Regions from separate parts of the Mus musculus genome. Here region 1 is linked to region 2. A link is a contact called in public Hi-C data. All regions are on one chromosome and are shown on one strand. The core of a region is the stretch at or near the end of the contact, and the rest is flanking DNA. Distances in the headings are between cores, read along the strand shown.

What was found. Hi-C and Micro-C count contacts between places; a contact is called where the count stands out from the background.
Region 1: a contact with region 2 is called in a Hi-C map of CD4 T cells, with 2.8 times the contacts expected there. The contact joins the enhancer-like site here to the promoter of Fbxo3 in region 2. A contact is called at or near these places in 1 of 39 promoter capture datasets (fetal liver) and 2 of 484 Hi-C or Micro-C datasets (CD4 T cells and the G1E-ER4 cell line).

The regions. Positions count from the first base shown.
Region 1 is chr2:104,171,285-104,177,406 of GRCm38.p6, reverse strand. The region is part of intron 16 of D430041D05Rik (RIKEN cDNA D430041D05 gene); the gene reads left to right. Among named protein-coding and RNA genes, the nearest start is that of A930018P22Rik, 52 kb to the right of the region's middle. Within about 2 kb of position 4,521, at least 31 of the 459 cell types and tissues checked have an H3K27ac peak or open chromatin away from gene starts, as enhancers often do. A contact at or near this core is called in the G1E-ER4 cell line, where this site is marked.
Region 2 is chr2:104,022,011-104,029,067 of GRCm38.p6, reverse strand. Fbxo3 (F-box protein 3) reads right to left here and starts at 1,269. Exons shown (of 11, transcript NM_212433.1): 1 at 1,102-1,269. The coding sequence starts at 1,205. It overlaps 4931422A03Rik (RIKEN cDNA 4931422A03 gene), which reads left to right and starts at 707. Exons shown (of 5, transcript NM_175161.3): 1 at 707-1,290; 2 at 1,781-1,846; 3 at 2,856-2,938. The coding sequence starts at 1,845.

The DNA of each region.
Region 1 (6,122 bases), core at 3,272-5,771, 150 kb before region 2:
ATTTCTGTAAGAGAGAAGTCACCAAACTCCTTAGACCCCAACCTGTGCCACTAAGAGCCAGTCTCGTTTTATTGGTGGAGACTCGTCTGCGATGTGGGCTCAGAAGGAAGTGGCTGCAAAGGCCTCCCCACTCCTCTGTCAGCCTTCCACAAAGGCAGAGCCCCTGGAGTTTGTTTTCCAGAAGTAGCTTTCTAAATATATCCCTGCTTCCGGCAAGGCAGGCAGGCACATGGGCCTGCGAGATCCAGAGCAGGCATGAAATAGGGGGAAACTGCCGTGTTTTGTGTGGGCTCTGGGACCGTGATTGGTGGAGAGAGACAGGGAACCAGATACATTTCTCATGCCTGGGGTCCACCCTCAGCCTGCTCTGGGCCCTTGCCAGGCAGATGTCGGATCTGTGGAGACTGTTCTCCTGGCAGGGTGGAGCTGCCGATTAGCACCAGGCAGAAAACAGTCTTGTGGCAAATTGGAGGCAAGGGTGGGGGCTTTTCAAAGTCTTGCATTCTGAAGTGCAGTGTTCTGGTGAAGCAAATCTGGAAAGTAGAGACCTGTAAAACATTCCTCTACGTTGGGGCCCGTGCCTGGGATTCTAGATTGCATGCTTTTGAAAGTTTCGCTTGCAATATGACTGTCTCGTTCGTCCTAAAACTGTGAAAACATCTTTCCTGCTAACGACCTTTAGCTGGCTGTTCTTTAGGGCTTCGAAACTATTTTTGCACCATTTCATTCCATGAATATCTGTTGTGGTCTCACTACATGCCATCTGGGGACTCAGTCCAGGAGAAGAACAGAATTAAAGGCACAGAGATGGACACGGGCATGCCAGAGGGACACTGGAGGGCCAGGAAGAAGCTGAGGCTGTAGAGAATGACAGGAGCGGATCTTGCTGTCTCAGCCAAACGTAAAGGTCTTCAGGAAGGTGGCTTCTGAGAAGGGACCTCAAAGAAGAGAGCCACACACATTAGCTCCGGAGAAATAGCATGCGTCCCCCTCCCCCCCCCCGCCCCCCCGCTTCTAATCCATCAACAAGCACTGCTGGTCCTTTGCCAAAATGTCTGGAACTCACTGGCATTGTCTCTGCCCATGACCACTCTCATCAAACGCCTGCCATCTCTTCTTGCCTGGAGCATTGCAAGAGCCTCCTAAGTAACTCCCCATAAATTCCAGCCACGCTTCCCTCCTGCTTAGAAGTCTCTAGGTGTCTGCAATTGCCCTTTGAAAACAGTCCAGCCTTCTTACTGTGGCCTTTGGGACCTTGTCGGGTCAGTCCCAATTCTGACAATTTGGCCTTCAGCCACAAGGTTATGTCTTGGTTTGCCAGGACACAAAATGGTGTCAACAAGGGAAGTTGGCGTCCTCAGAGCTTTAGGGACTCAAAGTCTTGGGTCACCGTGTGAGCAGGACTCGTTTGCTGTAGGGAGCGGTGGAGAGAATCTCTTCCCTCCTTGGTGTGCGGATGGAAGTCCTGCCAAGTGCTCACGCTGTCTTCCTCTGTGGATGTCTGTGTCCATATGTCCACCCTTAGAGAGACATCTGTACTGTTGAGCTAGGGTGCACTCAGATAACTTCATTTTAACTTAATCAACCTCTAAAACTCTGACCTTCCAACCAGGATCACATTCTGAGGTCCTGGGGAGTACCACTGCAGGGTATGAATTTGGGGGTCACAATTTCATTCCATAATGGTCCTTTCTCTGTTGCACATTCCAAGCCCTTTCCTACCGTAAGACTTTCTGTTAGACTGCCCTGTAGTAAGTACATAGCCAGCCCCTTTGCCTTCAGGTCTTCGGTAATATCACCTCCTTAGGCAGATCTTCCTTGAGCAGCCCCCACCAAACCAGCTATGCTGTTCCAACCCATTTTATTTCTTTTATCATGGTGAAACTGATATATTATAGTAAACTGTTCATATCTGCAGTAAATGGGCATACCCTTGTGACCATCAGCCTAATCAAAATACGAAACATTTTCCTCTCTCTCATACACCCCAGATAGTTCCCTCTCTCTTCTTTCAAGCACTACCTGTCCAGGGGCGACTGCCTATCTGATATCCACCATCACAGCCCTGCTTCTCCTGGACTCTTCTAAATGAATTGTTGAGTACGTACTATGTGTCTGACTTCTCCAGATCAGCTTCGCCTATCCCACTGCATTACCAGTGTCTTGTTCTTTTCTATTACTGTTCTCATAAAAACCCAATGCCTTGTGCTTATTCGTCACCCTATTGTGGGATATTCAGGTTGTTTTCACTTTAGACCTAGTATGAAGAATACGCTGAGAACTTAGCTATGTTGTAAACATGCCCTCATCTGTTTCAGACAACCCAGAATAAAGTTGCTGGCTTGTAGAGTAGATACACAGGTCTGACTTTTTTTCTAAACTGCAAACCTAGAAAGCATCAAACCGTTTCCCTCTCGCCAGCAATGACTATTCAACCCTATTTCTCTGCCTCACCAGCATTCACTGTTATTAGACTGTTTTTATTTAACTCATTCTACTGAATCTGAAGGGATACAATTTTCCCAGTTACTGATGATACCTGCAAATTGGACATTTTGATAATGTCCTTTGTTGAGGTATCTTTTCAAGCATAATGTACCATTTTTAAACTGGATATCTCTTATTCATTTATCAATGTCATTTACATATCCTGAATATAGATTCTAATATTTTCTGCTGGTCAGTAGCTCATCTTTCCATTAGTGTATTTTTTTCAAAACTAGTTATTAATTTTGTTGAAGACTTCAGGCTACAAAATATTCCCCAAGGCCAAACAGTAGGACTAAGTTTGTGAAGTAGTTTCATATGTCCTATGGAGTCCCTAGCAGAGCTATAATGTCCCTCAAATTTGTTCCCAGGGAGTTTCAGAAAGAAACTGAGGTCACATAAATTTTTACCCACTGTGTAGGCAGCCTTGCTGTATGAGACTCCCTTGCTCTTTGGAAAATAACATGTAGGGCCCAAGAGTTGACTCAGTAATAAGGAATACATTCTGCTCTTCAAGTGGACCCAGGACCAATTCCCAGAATGCACCTGGCCACTCACAACTGTCTGTAACTCAGGTTCTAGGGGATCCAACTCCTTCTGACCTCTGCAGGCATGAACACAGTGCGCGCATGCACACACACACACACACACACACACACACACCTAGGCAAAATACTTCAACACATAAAATAATAAAGAAACCAAATATAGAAAGTTCTTTTAAAGAAAGAAAACAGTGTGATTAGAACTGCAGGTGATTGTCCTGTGTGAGGGCAGCAGAGCACCCAAAACCAGGGCCCCTGTGTTCAGGGGAGAAAGAATGGTCTTGATTTCTTCTATAGGTTGTAATCTACCACGAGAAAATTCATAACTACCCCAAACCTTAAATATATGCATATTCTCTATACCAACAATTTCACTTGTGTGAATTTAGCCTAGGGGTAAACACATGGCTATATACAAGTTTAGTCACAAGAATATCTTTTACAGCTTGCTTTATATAGTGAGATATCAGATGACCATCGAAAAGAGTAGGCTATATTAAGTATAATCTTAAAATTCCATATAATATGGTTATGAAATTCTTTAAAATATTTCTTATGAGTGATATTCATTGACATATAATATTATATATAGTACTTATATAATAATAATATATAGACACACAAATGTGTATTTTTTAAGCTTTACATGGGGCTGGAGAGATGGCTCAGCAGTTGAGAGCATTTGCTGTTCTTCCAGCGCCCACATCAGATTGACTTACAACCACCTGGACTCCATTTGCAAAGGTTCCAACACCCTCTTCTGGCCTCTGAGGGCACCTGCATGCATGTGGCATATCCTCACACAGACACACATACATACACATAAATAAAAGTTAAATAAACTTTTTAAAACTTTACATATTTGTATCCATTTACATACATGTGTCCGCTTATTTTCTGTTTATAAAATCGTAATACAGACAGGATATTTTGAAAGAGTATCTAAACCAAAGAACTATGCTAACAGCAGTAATTTGTAAACATCTCTAATCCTCAATTCATATTTTTCATGTGATATCATACTCAGAGGTCATGTTGGTTAGTTTTATGTCGTATTAGCTAGCACAAGCTAGTCATCTGGGAAAAGGGACTCTCGACTGAGAAAGTGTCTCCAGAATGTTGGACTATAGATGAGTCTACTTAGCACTTTCTGAGTTAGTGCTTGATGTGGGCATGCCCAGCTCACTGTGTGTGGTGACAGCTTGGGCAGATGGCCCTGGTTACAACAATAGCAGGCTGAGCACCATCCATAGAGAACAAGCCAGTGTCTGTTATTCCTTCTCTGCTTTCGGTCCTCTCTCCAGGTTTCTGCCTTGAGGGCCTGACCTGACTTCCTTTGATGGTGGGTTGTAAAGTGAAGATCAAGTCAAACGAACCCTTTCCACCAGTTTGCTTTTGGCCATGATATTTATCATAGCAGGAGAACCCCTGACTAAGATGTGGTCCTTTTTAAGTTCTCTCCTTCACACGTCACAGCTACTTTTGTTCTTCTCTAGAAAACGCCTACTTTAAAAACCCTGCAGTCCACACCCTTCCTCTCTCAAGTTTGCTGCCCCCACTTCCTGTTCTCTATCACAAAAACCAGAGGATTTGATGTCGGAGTACGAGTGCCTTAGAAGGGAAGGCTGTCACGGGCAACGTGTCATTCTCTGTTCTGTCTGGGGTCGGGGATTGGAGGTGTTGGGCATTTATGATCTATAACCTCTTCCCTATGCATAGAAACATTTGGAAGGACATACACAGAGGTCACAGTGTTAGCTGTAGTCATTCTGGCAGATTACAATGGGTTTGATTTTCTTTGTTTGGCTTATCTGTGCGTTCTATTTCTTATTATTAGCAGCCATTCCTTCATTGTTTTTTCTCCTTTCAGAATTTCTAAAGTATACTTCGATTAATACACACACACACACACACATACACACACACACACACACACACACAAATAATTTCCCAGGATTTTTCACTAGGAAGTTGAGAAGTAAATACGCTAACTTGCAGGTTAAATAGCCTTAAATATACATTCTCATTCCCAAATACGACTCCAGACAGACTCTGCACTCAAGCCCACCATCAATGTGGGAAGGCTTCATATGTGTATGTCTAAGCATAAGACATCATAAGTGAACAGAAGGGAAGGGAAGGGGCAAGGGCCAAGTAAACCAGTGGTCACAGTACCGCCATCTGAAAATGGACACATCTGTTTTATGTACCTGTGAGGCTAAGCAAGGCAATACATGCGGTAGACTCCTCCTCACAGGGCAAGCATAGCACAGGTCCTCAAGCAAACGTGAACACCCGCTATATGGATTTCTTTCACTTAGCAGCTGATCAATGGCTTCAGACATAGAGCTCTGGATTGAGGGCTATGGATGGCATAACCCAGACGGAACCCCAGAGGAGTTCATAACCCCCAAGGAGCAGTTGGGAACAGCTAACTGCTTATTGACAGATATTGCTGAGAAGCACTTCTGCTTATATAGTGATGCATCTATCCTCATGGTCTCTGAGACAATCTTAGTAATTATTGTATCTCTGTCCTTGTCTCAGAAGACTGTTCCTGCTTTGATCAGAGCACACACCTATGGGATGGGAAAAGTTCTGTTTGTGTGTGTACAGTGGACGAGGGCTTTGTTTGACTTTTCAGTGCCTTATCTTTCTCATCTGTACAATAAAAATAATCATACGTGTTAATATTGCAGTAGGTTATCGTAAGAGTTAAAATGTCAGTGTATGCAAAGCTCTGGGAACAATACCTGGCATGTCAGCTTCTCACCTCTGCCAGCTTATAGTCATTGAAGGATAGTCCTTTGGGGTCAGGTCACAATTTTACTAATTGCTGTCTCCTTAACACAGCCTAAAGAGCAACTAAGGCTGAAAGCGGTATTTGTCCCATTAAAACCAGAACAAGCATGACCCCCTTCTGCAGGCAGAGGGTTTGGAAGGTGTTTCCCTTCCTAGGTGGACATCAGATGACTCAAAGGACTGTGGTGTTAGGAGGGATGTGGCCCTTCCTAGGACAGTTGGAATTCATGAGACAGTGTCTTAGTTGGGGTTTCTGTCGCTGTGACGGAACACCGTGAGCACGGCATC
Region 2 (7,057 bases), core at 20-2,519:
AAACTATTTCAGATGAAATACATTTGAGCTGGCCAACCTTTCCTACAGAAAAACTTTCTGTGTGTTAGTACAGGCTGAGTAGGGGGAAGTGTGTTTTTTGGAAAGACAAATGTCTTAGCAGGTACGAGTGGAGGCCATAACAGAAAACCCAGGAAATATCTCTGCCACCACTTAGCTACCTGTAACTCCAAGAAATCTGTACCTCTTAAAGGCCCCTAAAAACAGAGGACATAGATGCCCAGATTCCAGTAATGAAGCAAAAACCAAAAGTGTGTCTTCCCCATGTGAGAGGGCCATTTTGCAGCCTCCACAAATATATACGGAAGCACAAGAAACCCAGGCTATGCGGTCAAGAATGTAAACAATCCTGACACAGGGGGTGAGGGTGACAAGAAAGGGGCACACGGCAGGACCATTTGTCCCTCCACGCTAAAACAGTCCTGGTTTCTGAAAGAATTCTCGCATGCCCGGTGTTTATTTTTGGAGTAAATGCTGGTCATCTGGGAAACCCTAAGGTAACTGCAGTCACCTGTAAGGCCTCACCGGAAGTCGGTGACAAAACCCAAAATCCAACCACCCACCATAAAAAGGGAAACTGACAGCCAAAAAAGTCGCCGACACAAGACAAAGTGTATGCTGCCCGCGATCACGATGGCATCAGAGTCAGAAGGTCGCAGGCCTTCTCGCGCGCGTTCTACCTGCCCACGAGGGCTCTGGTCATCAGGGACCCCAGGCGCGACAGGGATGCGCGTGGGCCGAGACAGTGGCCTTTCCACAGCGCTAGACCAGGCCCCAAAGGGCCAGCGAGGGTCCGCGGGGTGCAGGACCAGGGAGCCACCTCTCTCTTCCGCAACCCGGCCTAGCCGAGGCTTGAGGGAGAGGGCGCTAAGTTCCCGGGGACCTAGGCCTGGGCAGGGGTAAGACCTGGATGCCCAGACCGCTCCCCCGAGTCTCCTTCAGCCCCCCGGGGCGCTATGCGGGATAACGGCCGCCTTGCAGTCACCCTGCTGCGGAGGGAGCCCACGTCCAGCCAGCGACCCCGGGCCTCCTTCCCTGCCTCCTTCCACGTTCCCACCCCTGCCGAGAGCACCGCCCCATTACTTGATTAGGTCCCTGTAGTCCACGAAGGATAAGATGAGCAGCAGAGGGTCGGTGGGCAGCGACTCCAGGGTCAGCAGCCCCGTCTCGGCCTCTACGGCAGCCATCTTGCCCGGCCCGCTGCAGCCTTGGCACCACCCCGGCCCCGCCCCCGCCCCCGCCGCCCGAACCGCTCGGCGGCCGCTAGCACAGGTTAGTTATGTAACTGTCACCCGGCCCCAGCCCCGCCCCCGGGATGCCCCGCCCACCCCGCGGTCAGCCCTGCGGGGGCGCTGCTGTCCCTGCCAGTCTGTTTCTGAGTCTTTGGTCTCTTCTTCCACGCATTTTATATCTCGTATCCTCAAAGCCTCTCCCTAAATCTTACACTAACCCTACCTGGCCTTTGGGTCCCAAACCCATTGCTTCATTTCCAATCCATGGTCTCTGTTGCCAGCCTCGGACTCCCATTGCCACTCACCCCCACCTGCACTCGGAATTGCTGCTCTGAGCCCTGTCCACTTAGCAAGGAAGGAATGATGGGGAAAGAGACACAGGGGAAGGCATTCCAACTTTGAAATGATAGGGAGGTTATAATTCTTCCATGGCCCACAAGGCAAAAAACTGTCCTTCAAAAAAACCGAAAATGACCTCTGGATAAATTCCTTGTCCAACAAATGTTAATTGCCCAAGCCCTTACCACCAGGCTTCTAAACCTACTGGTCCCAGAGAAAGTTTCTTCCAACTACTTAAGTGTAAGAAATAATCAAATGTGAGTATTTTCCACCAAGTGCTATAAAACTTGTGTTTAGGACAAGGAATTTGATTCTTTTTAACCTTCTGAGCACACCCTCTTGATAAACATAAATTTGTCTTGTCTAGACACAATAGTTGGAGTGGTGGTCTCTTTCTTTTCTGAACCGGCCTGCAGGTCTGTCTGCAAGGGAGAGAGTGGGGATGGAGGGGCAAGAGATTCGAAGAATGGAAACAAGACAGGGTATATAAGCACAAGCTGGGGAGTCCAGGATGTGTCTGAGAAAAACAGGATATTATTATAGTGTGTTCAGCTGTGGTGGGCTGCTTGCAAAAACATCATGCTAGGAAAACAAGTCTCTCATCAGGGTGGAAAAGTACCAACCTGTAAGTAAATAGCCCGCGATGGCTGCAGAGATGGTAGTAGTTTCTGCTAAGAGTCAGCTCCCAACAATTTTCAACCTCAAACTTTCTTTCTTTCTTCCTTCCTTTCTTCCTTTCTTTCTTTCTTTCTTTCTTTCTTTCTTTCTTCTTTCCTTCTTTTTAAAGATTTGTTTATTATATGTAAGTACACTGTAGCTGTCTTCAGACACATCAGAAGAAGGCATCCAATCTCATTACAGATGGTTGTGAGCCACCATGTGGTTGCTGGGATTTGAACTCTGGAAGAGCAGTCAGTGCTTTTAACCGCTGAGCCATCTCTCCAGCCCTCAAATTTATTTCTAACATCAAGACAGAGGAGGGTATGATATAGCCTGCCCTTCTGACGAGTTTCTCTCAACTACTTTAACTTGGTTGACATGGCAAATTCTCAGCCTACAAGTAAAAAGTAAGGAAATTGAATTCTTTACATTTTATTTTATAAATTTGGATTTAGTACCCCAAGCATGGGGGCTGAAGTGAATGAGACCACTGTAGGACGGGAAGGTGCAATTCTTCAGCTTTGTAAAGATGCTATGGAGGGTGGGTGTGGAACAGGTATGATGGGTGGTGAACAAGGAGTAAATTCTTTTCTGTTTGTTTCACAGGGGTTGTGTGGTGAGAGAGGCTTGGGAAATCCAAAAGACGTCACAGGTCAGTCACTTACGTGGCTTGACTGTTCCATGTTCCAGTAAGTCCTTCTGGCATTAATTCACAATTCCTATCTTACCACGGACAAGATCTTGGCCCTGAAGCCTGGAGAGTACTGACAGGAACACAGTACTGGCTCTGCTCTTTAGAATGTGGAAGGGTCACTCCATAACGTTTGGTTGGGGAGGAGACAAACCCAAGTAGCCCTAGAGAGCACTCTAGGCTGTGTCAAACTGACAGTTAATGCTAACTAGAACTCTGAACAAAATACTAAAATTTTAAATGAACACAAGATCACACAGTTCCATACTGAAACTTGGGGCCAAAAGGAGGGAAATATACCTCTAAATGCATGCTTTTATTCATTTTTTAATCCTTAATTCCCCCTTCCTTAAGAGGCCTAGAAGTTCTTGTTTGGAGGTGGGGCAGGAACTGACTGAGAACAAGTTCTAAAGAATCCTTCTAAAATGATAGCCTACAGGTGTCCTCTCTCCATCTATAAAAACACCGTCTTTTAGGAGCCACGAGTACTTTCTGGTATTTATTACATCTTCCTTTTTCCAACCTAAGAGCCCTTCTTAGTGGGACAAGAAAGCTGGGAGCTACGGTTGGCTTGAGAGAGTATGAGGTAAGGCAGTGCTGTCAAGTGTGCTATAATGTTTTTAGTCCCCAGCCCCCAATTTGTATTTCTACCAAACAGTACCAGAGCTGTATACCACTGGGCCATGAACTGCAGGTTGTGTACCACCTGCAACCTTGTCTCAATGCTGAGGGGTTTGGACACTCTCCTGATTGTAATGAGGTAGTCCATGCACTTGGGAGGCCAGGACACGAAGAGAAGAGAGGATCACAATTAGGACGCCATCACCAGAACAAGCTGGGATGATAAGCTGCCTGGTGAACAGGACAAAAGAGGTCGTCCTCAGCAGAGCCCAGGAAAATCCCTCCCGGAGTGTGTTTATGCTTTACGGCGGAAAACAGGGAGAAGGAGAAAAATTCAGGGGTGAATGAAGATGGCGGAGCTGACACTGGCACTCAAAAAGCAGCCAGCTGGATGAGTAGTGTACAACTATGGCCCAGAATTAGTTGCTGTTGTGGAACACAGATATTCCATGGCTAATGAGAAGCATGGAAGGGACAGGAGAGGGGTATAGGCAGTCGCCGCAGCTACTCAAACTGAGTCCTGGAAGTTGGTTGTCTTGTCCTCCCTTTGGCAGAGACTTATTTCTGAATTCACTGCCAAATGGGCTGTTTTGGGTTTTTTTTGTCTGCAGCAAACCTCTTGTTTTCTTGGAACCCAAGGATATATCCTTCTTGGCCAGGTACCTGGTTTGGGTGATTAATAATCTCTGCCAGCTGGGTACATTTTAAGTGTTCGGTATTGGCTGTTTCCAACATGGTGGATCTAGACTAGTCCATGAAAGACTTGTAGTCTCAAGGCCTGCCAACATTGTATCACTGACACTGTGTCTTCTACTAGGGGGCGGGGGGGGGGCATACAGTATTTCCACACAAAACTGGACACTTGCCAGGATGATGAACACTGGTGCCCACCAGTTCAAACGTTCTGGAGAATTAGGGTGCTCCTATGTCTGGAAACTTACTGTGTTCTTCTACTGAGACCTAAACAGGTAGATGGCCTGTGTCACACCAGTGGCTAAGCTATAACTGTGTTATCAGTAATGCTTGTTATGCAAGCTCAGATGGGCTAGGTTTTATTTTATTGTCAATGCTCTCCAGTAAAAATTAAAATATAGTCTCTTCTCTGCCTTTCTCTGTGCCCCAGAAGGCTGATCTCTGAGCTCCTTCACTAGTCTTTCCTCTTATTTGGCCTGTTTGAACCCAGCCAATGGGATGTGCTGGGGAGAGAGTGAGAAAAGAACATTTATTCTCCATCTGTGAGGATTTGTGTGGGGAGCTTTTGGGGGCTGCTTGCAGGAATCTGATGTTGGCCAAGGACAAAGAAGTAGGCTTCAGGCAGGAATCTGACATTGGCCAAGGACAAAGAAGTGGGCTACGGGCAGGAATTTGACTTTGGCCAAGGACAAAGAAGTGGGCTTCAGGCAGGAATCTAATCTTAGATTAGAACAAAGTAGGCTTCAGGCCTGAATATGACTTTGGGCTAGGATGGGGAAGTAGGCTCAGATATCTTGGTCATCCTGATAAGCCCTTAGAAACAGTGAGCACAGGACTTTATTGTCTTGCTTGTTCCTTAACCTGGAACTGACCTTATTACTTGCATGTAATTAAAATTGTATAAAAGTGGATTGGGGAAAAAAAAAATAAACATGCCTCAGCCTCAGAACTGGCTGGGTCGTGCTACAATGTTGTCTAATTGTCTTTTTTTTTTTTTTTCTTTTTAATCCTTATTCCTGTGCAACTGTCTGAGCTGGCTTGGTCAGGTTTGGCTATTTTCTTTCGAAAACATCTCCTGTTGGTGCCTTTCCCAGGTCTTTAGCTCCCAGCCTCTCTGACTCAGCTCAGAGAGACTCGATTTCCCTGTTAAAGCACCTGTTAAATTTCCTCGTAGACATCCAGGCTAATTCCTTACCGGCTTCTCAGATATTTGTCCACCTGACACAGTGCTAGTGTCTAGCTTTCCTACCACAGAGCATTTTCTTTTAATAAGAATTACACTTTGGAAACTTCAGCTCTCGGGATTTCAGCATTCAGAAGTTTAATCTTTTGAAAATGTAATTTTGAGAATCCGAGGCTTTGCGGACTTATATCTTTCTGAATTTCATCCCCGAGGATTACCGTGCTTGGGTTTGTGTGTCTGGGGATTATGACTGGGCCCCACAGAAACAGCTACTACCCGAGGGTATTGAAGACAGGTGGGAAAGGGGAAGTTGTGGAGCCTCAGTGCCGTGAAGAGGGGCCACCAGGGGCTGGTGGAGATAACAGAGGGCTTCATCTTCATACATGAAGTGCAGACCCTAAACTTGGTGTTGTGATCTCTGAGCTTGGATATCACAGCAGGTGATTCACAACAGATGCTCAGAGCTCTGCATGGAGGATGGCCAGATTCGAGATGCACATGAAAGTCCCCATACATACCAAAAAATAAAATAAAATACACTGAACTGGGAGGTCGGGGGAGCAGCCAGGGAGCCCTGTTAAAGATGAATTCTGTCTTAATTTCCCACACTTATTTGTATTCTGGGATAAAGTATATTTCACAAGACAGATATTAAAGAAGTATTCAGAGGACTGGAGAGATGGCTCAGCAGTTAAGAGTGCTCTTCCAGAGGACCTGAGTTCAATTCCCAGCAACCACATGGTGGCTCACAACCATCTGTAATGGGATCCAATGCCCTCTTCTGGTGTGTCTGAAGACAGCGACAGTGGACTCATATACATTAATTAATTAAATAAATAAGTGTACCCATTCTTTGTCTAAACTTCCAGGCACACAGATTGCCTGCCTCCTTCTCTAATTCTGTTTCCCTGATGCCTTGGTTCTGCTTTGTGATTCCTCGCTTGCTGAATTGGCCTCTACATTGCCTGTAGAGAAAGTGCATGTTTGCAGACCCTGTAATGGTTTACAATAATAGAGTGGTGACATCCAACTCGTCTTATTCTTCTGTCGTCTGTTGAATAGGAATTCACAAGAGAACAGGTCCAATGACAGCATTAGGAGCTGCTGTGCTGAGTGCTGCCTGTCACTGGTGGGCTGGGTTCCGAAGTCTCAAGGCTGTCAGCCACAGGCTGTGGCGGTGAGGTTAATAAACTGGTTGATCTCAGAGCATCGATCCCTAATTAGTGGTCATTTTTTTTTTCTAACTTGGATCTTTAGTCAAATAACAATCTTTTCCTTTCTTTAATATGAAAAACTAGAACAATTAATTGTCAGTTCTCTCTTTGGAGTTTGCCTCAGCCAAACCTGCAAGTGAGACAACATGAGAGTGTCCATAATTGTGTCTGAAGAGATAATTTAAGTAGCTTAAGTTTCGATTATTATTGTAGAAAAAAATAGTTCTAGCTTCCAACATTCTAAAAATCAAAGAAAGAGCTGAATACAGGGATTTAAGTTGTCTTAACAGAGTACATAAACGATATACATAGTTATTCTAGAATGTCCTAAGCAGTGAAGAACTCTATCATTGAATTATTATCGAGCCCCAGACAGCTTATGTTAGGAGCCCCTCCAGGTAAGTAC